Linked DNA regions of Mus musculus: region 2 is linked to region 1. Evidence: chromatin contacts called from public Hi-C data. All regions are on one chromosome and are shown on one strand. Each heading gives the region's core, a stretch centred on a gene start, on an enhancer-like site or on the middle of the called end of the contact. The rest is flanking DNA. Distances are from core to core; before and after follow the strand shown.

Region 1 (2,700 bases), core at 182-2,681:
AGACGGCTGATCTATGCAAATAGTGAATTGGAAATGCCTAGGTCCCCTCGCCGTCAAATGGCCCTCGCAGGTTATTTGAATATCAGTGGCTGCTTCTGAAAAGGTTCAAGGATGCTCTCTGCCTTCTTTGTGATTACGCAGTGCGGCGTCTTATTCTGAAGAAAAAAAACTCAGGAATAATTAAAGGCTGGGATCAGGCCTGGGAACACATTTGGGACAGGAATCTCATTTAGACAGTCTCTTTCAAAATAAGGCACAGTTAAATTGACCAGAAGGCAATTATTGAAATGAAAATTATTTTCACTCTCTTTGTCTTCTGACCACCAACTTAACAGCCCCAGTTTAAAAGAGGGAGAAGGGAGAGAATGACGAAAGGAAAATTGGTAAATGAGACAATTTCTCAATTCGAAAAAAAATGTTAGTTTGGAAAAAGAAAGTACATATTTACAGAATAAAAATATTTCTAAAAGACTTCTCACACAATAGAAACTGCAAGGGGAGTCAGCAGCTATAAATTTCCCCCTCTTTTTTTGATTACTGGCCTTGGAAACTTGAGTGAAGATTTTGATTCTTTGGAAAGAATAAATTATTGGTATTAACAGTCAACAAAAACTGCTCTGAAGAGCCAAATAGCAAGGCAACGAGAAACAGCAGGAAGGTTCCCAGCGGGGAGTCTGCAGCGTGAGGTTCAGTGGCTTCTTCCTCTTTTCTCGGAGCTCTTCTTCCTCTAGTTTTCCTTCTCTTCGGTCATTTTCTCTCCCGGCTCATCCATTTCTGCCTGGGACGCCCCGCACCCCCAGCCCCAAAGCGTCTTCGAGTTTGGGTCTGGTCTTAAGGAGAAGCTGTGGCAGAGTACGCTCATCCTGGGGGTTTGAGGCAGAGGCTCTGAGGTCTATAGGGCGTCCCGTGCGTCTAGGGTCTGCAGGCTGGAGGTGCGGAGGTGAGTGCGAGCTGGGGGTTCCTGAGGAATGAGGGCGCCGGGACGTCGGTCCCAGGCAGCTTTGTTTCTTGTTGATAATAAAGGCAGATCAAAGGGCCTGGCTGTGCAGGTCTCGCTCCCGGAGGGGCTCCCTCCGCAGGCCAGTGATCAAGGCCTCTGCGCGCTGTCTCTGCCCCGCGGGTCAGCCAACGTCCATCACCGCGGCTCCGGTGAACCGCGGGCGGCAGCCCAGACCTCAGTGTCCAGTCAGACATCTTGGGCTCCAAGCTGAGCCAAGAGGGACCCGGTCCCGCGCTCTTGTCGGAAACCCACCAGGGGAAACATCCCTGCCCCACTTCCCACCAGCTCTAGGCATCCCGGGGAGACCTTGAGACTCAGTAGGTGGTGACCGACTGAAGACGAACAAATGGAAGAGAGCGTGCACGGGAGGCGAGGTCCATGAGCTAGGATACCAGCTGGGTCCCCAGGTGGGGTGCGGCTGCGCCTCCCCAGGGCCACCTCTGCATTCCCGCGGCTTGGGCCTAACTGGGTCCCGGGTAGAGTAGATGGGGAGGCCACGCTGCGAATGAAGACTGCCGCCTGGAAGTGGATTTTGTGAAGCCAGGGCTGAGACCAGGGTCCTGGAGTCCCGCCCCCGCCGGGGTGAGGGGAAATGCAATTTCGTTTCAGTGAGTTTCCAGGGATTTCTTGTTTCCAACTTCCACGCAGTAGATGAACCAAGACCAAGTTTGCTGGGCCTGCGCCTATCCCGGCTCAATTCACACCCTCCCCAGTATTTTTCTTTCTTGGCATAATTTACCCCCAGTCTTTGGAGGACCCACCGGGTCCTACCTGATGAAGAAAAAGGAGTAGATTTTTTTTTTTCCTTTCCTCAAGGACGTTTGAAAACATTTGGATGAGATTAGATTGTGCACCTGAACCGCGTGTCTGGACATTCCGTCAAATCGTCACCAGTCGTGTAAAATTGAATTTCTTTTTATTCACATGGAAACTTTATTTATTTTAACTCTAATCTTATTTGCATCTATTATCTGTATTCACCAAGGCTCTCTTCCACTACAAAAATGCAGATGAAGTAAATCTCACATAAATCCCGCCCATTTGTGTAATTGGTATACTAAGTGTTTATTTTAAGTGAGAATAATTTAGCTACAAATTTTCTTAAGGAATAACATTCTTAACACATTAAAAAAAACTGAAAACTCTGATTTGCTTTTATGTTTGACAGTAGCTCTTGATTCCCCCAAGAGGCGCACGGCGAGTGCGGCTCTCTGGCGCCATCTAGAGCTCCTGCATAGGAGTCCGCGCTGTCGGCCTGGTGCTTGGCTTTTAGCGCTTGGAGACCTGCTTCTGTCGAGAACTCTGGCAGCCAAGGAATCAGGCAAAGAAAAGCGAGGTTTAGTGTTTTAGCTGGGGACAAGCCCCGTTTTGAGGGGACATTGCCTAGCAATGGCTCCAAAGGAAGGGGATTATTTCTGAAACACACTTACTGAAAAATCCAAGCAAAACAGACTACCACCTCGCTTGGCCCTGGACCCAGCTTTCTTTCATTGTCTCATTTAGCATTCTTTCCTAGGCGATTTCAGGGTCTTCCAGCACTCCTAAATGAGAAAGCTGAGCGTTGTCGGTAGCGGCAGCGACGTGCACCCTGGGTAGAGATCCCGCGGTGGGCACAGCTTGCCTCGCACACTTCACCCAGCGTCCTAGGGTCCAGGGCTGCGGGACCATCGGGTCTGCCTGGACTACCCAGGACGGGCGTG
Region 2 (2,700 bases), core at 49-2,548, 130 kb after region 1:
AGATCATTAAGCAAGTGGCCTAGTGAACTGACTACTGAACTACACAAAAGAATATATGTGCCTCAAGTCTTTGTTAGTGCTGTAAGATGGTGAAACTCTAGAAACATCTGCTGTTTCCGTTCCGTTCCATTTCCTCCCCTCCCCCCTTTTTTTGTTAATAGAACACAGAAATCCTTTAAGCTGTAATGCTTTCTTTTAAATTAAGGATGACTTATTTTGCTCTCTACAGTGGATGGACATCGGAAACCTATTTTGCAACTCATTATTACAAATTGAAATATTGCAAATGGAAGAGGGCAGTCATTAAGAACACAAGCCTGTAGTGAACCTCGGTGTAAATCAAACATTATTTTTCATTTTATTATTTTACTGATGAAGGGTTTCCATATATTAGAGACGTTAGTTCCCTCTTGCAGTTCTCATAAAGCGAAACCCAGATTTTAAATGCAAACACTGCATAAAGATATCGCTCATACATAGTAACACAGTAAACACAATCATAAGATACTGATCTTCATTATTGTAATGATGATTTTCCCATTTTAATATTTATTGCTCCCCACCACCACCTTATCCAAAAAGGAGCTAAGGCAACTATTGAACACATCACAAGTGCCATCTAGTGCTTTCTTTGAAAATAACATTTTCCCACTTCAAAAGGGAGAAAGAACACTCAAGATGCTGAACGCCCCTAGTCCAGAGAGGGGTGGAACAGTTATTTCCTAAAAGTGGGTCTGTCTGTTTCCGGTCACAAAAGCTTTTGGGCAGAATGTAGAAATAGGAGTCAAGGAAGTAGAGTCAGTAGAGTCATTCGGCTCTCCGGGTACTGCTGGGGCATCCACAGGTGTAAACAGCTACATAGAGGACGTCGAAGGAAGGAGAACATGCAAGGCGTTTGATGAAGAACTCGGCACTGCTTTCAGAATTTCTTCCAGCTCACGACTTCCGTCACTATTTTGTGTAGTCCCACCCCCACGCTCCCATCCCCCACCCCTGACCCCCGCTCTTCATCTTTACTGTACTGGGACATCTCACCAGCACCACGAGGTGCCTACTGCAGACCCAGTGCTTCTGTGGAGGAAACACACATGAGCCTTAGTCTCTGCTATCGAGGGAACCAGGTAAGTCTTCACCCCAAACCTCAGACACATCCCCACCCTTCTGCAGGCGCCTCCGGGGTTGTTTTCTCCCGTCTGCTGTGGGTTCATTTTCCTCCTCCTCCCTGGAGAGTACCACAGCCTCACCCTTGGCTGAAAAGCTGCCTCCAGCTCTCCTTCCTTTGCCTAAAGAGTTCTCAGGGCTCATCAGACTGTGGTTAGGGATCTGAGCCTGGCTCCCAGGACCTTCCAACAATCACTCAAACTGTTCAGAACAAGTCTCTCACTGCCCCTACCCCTTCCAAGACCAAACCTCAAACCTCATACTAGAGAGCAAGCTATCGTTCCTATCTTAAATTGCAGGATTGCCTTCGGGTGGCTTTTAAATGTTGTTTGGGGTGGCACTTTGCTTTTGGTTTTCGGGGTTTGTTGTGTCTTTTGGCCATTTTCCTTTATAACATGTGTACCGTTTCCCAGATGTCTCTTCGCATCTGGTCACTCTGTCGCTAATTCCTCTCCTCCAGGAGTCCGTTCTCACCTCAGGCGTGCAGTTGCCACACTGAGTCAGACTGAAACTCCTTGCTTTGTGGTATGCTTAGCTGTCTCCTGGCTCTCGGCTCCTCCTTTCTAGGCCTTTTGTTTTGCTACAGAACACTTTCAAACGACTTCCCCAAACACGCATGTGTCTGAAGCCCCTTTCTGAGGACTTTCTGGCTTCCAAGCAGGCTACACAAGAGCTGGGGCCTTGTGGCCTTCTCACAAGGGGCTCTGGTAGAAGTCCTGCAGCCATTAGACTGATGTTTTTGGAAGCAGGGTGACTATTTCTATTTTACCCAATCAAATCCAAACTGTAGGCTTGGATTTTTCTCTAACCCTACTTTATTTAGGATTCTTGAACTCGTCAACGCTTCCTTCTAGCCCACCAACTAGAGGTTGGGGAGAAAGAAGGTTAGTAGGAAGCGGGGTTGTGGACCTGTTTAGAAGTAGTTCCTTGGGGGGGGGATTCCACCCTTCACTGTCAGGATATCAGCAGTCCAGTCCAATAGCAAACACCAAACACGAACTGCATCTCGATCCAGCAGAAACTGCAAGGCTCCGCTGAATTGGCATGAGTCAGCAGAGGCAGCCAGAAGCAGCTGGAATACCACAAGAAGTTCTTTGACGAGTTTCTCTCTACGCAGTGAAGATCAGAGAAGCCTCACGTGGCATCACAGTGTAAGAACAACCTCTCACTGTCTGTGGGGTTCCATTTAGACTCTTCCCAAACATCACACACTCTCTCAAGCATCTGCTCCAGCAAAACATCACATGCCCTCCCACGTGTCTGCTTCAGCAAAACATCCTCTCACAAGACAGTTTCCAGAAACACACACACACACACACACACACACACACACACACACACGACATAGTTGAGTTTCCAAAGAAACTAGAAATTTCCACTTCACCAAACACTCCATTTTCTGTTTCTAAAATTAAGCCCCACCCCTTGGCATTCTATCTTTAATGTTAATGAATGACATTTCAGAACCTGGCTCTGAAAATACAGAATCTCATTATTTTATTAAAGTCTAATGAGGAGGTGGAGGAGGGGGAGTTTCCT

The links. Hi-C and Micro-C count contacts between places; a contact is called where the count stands out from the background.
Region 2: a Hi-C map of the CH12 cell line shows a contact between it and region 1, with 2.5 times the contacts expected there. The contact joins two enhancer-like sites. A contact is called at or near these places in 6 of 39 promoter capture datasets (HPC-7-derived erythroid cells, fetal liver, hematopoietic stem and progenitor cells and 3 more), 2 of 15 datasets of contacts at CTCF or cohesin (large pre-B cells and pro-B cells), 63 of 484 Hi-C or Micro-C datasets (the 3T3-L1 cell line, 3T3-L1-derived adipocytes, B cells and 37 more), 5 of 115 datasets of contacts at active chromatin or transcription factors (bone marrow-derived dendritic cells, effector CD8 T cells, epiblast stem cells and 2 more) and 2 of 9 other capture datasets (embryonic stem cells and liver).

The regions. Positions count from the first base shown.
Region 1 is chr2:73,276,435-73,279,134 of GRCm38.p6, forward strand. No RefSeq gene overlaps it. Among named protein-coding and RNA genes, the nearest start is that of Sp9, 5.9 kb to the left of the region's middle. Within about 2 kb of position 1,432, at least 31 of the 459 cell types and tissues checked have an H3K27ac peak or open chromatin away from gene starts, as enhancers often do. A contact at or near this core is called in the CH12 cell line, where this site is marked.
Region 2 is chr2:73,402,968-73,405,667 of GRCm38.p6, forward strand. The region is part of intron 2 of Gm13707 (a long non-coding RNA gene); the gene reads left to right. Among named protein-coding and RNA genes, the nearest start is that of Gm13707, 17 kb to the left of the region's middle. Within about 2 kb of position 1,299, at least 17 of the 459 cell types and tissues checked have an H3K27ac peak or open chromatin away from gene starts, as enhancers often do. A contact at or near this core is called in the CH12 cell line, where this site is marked.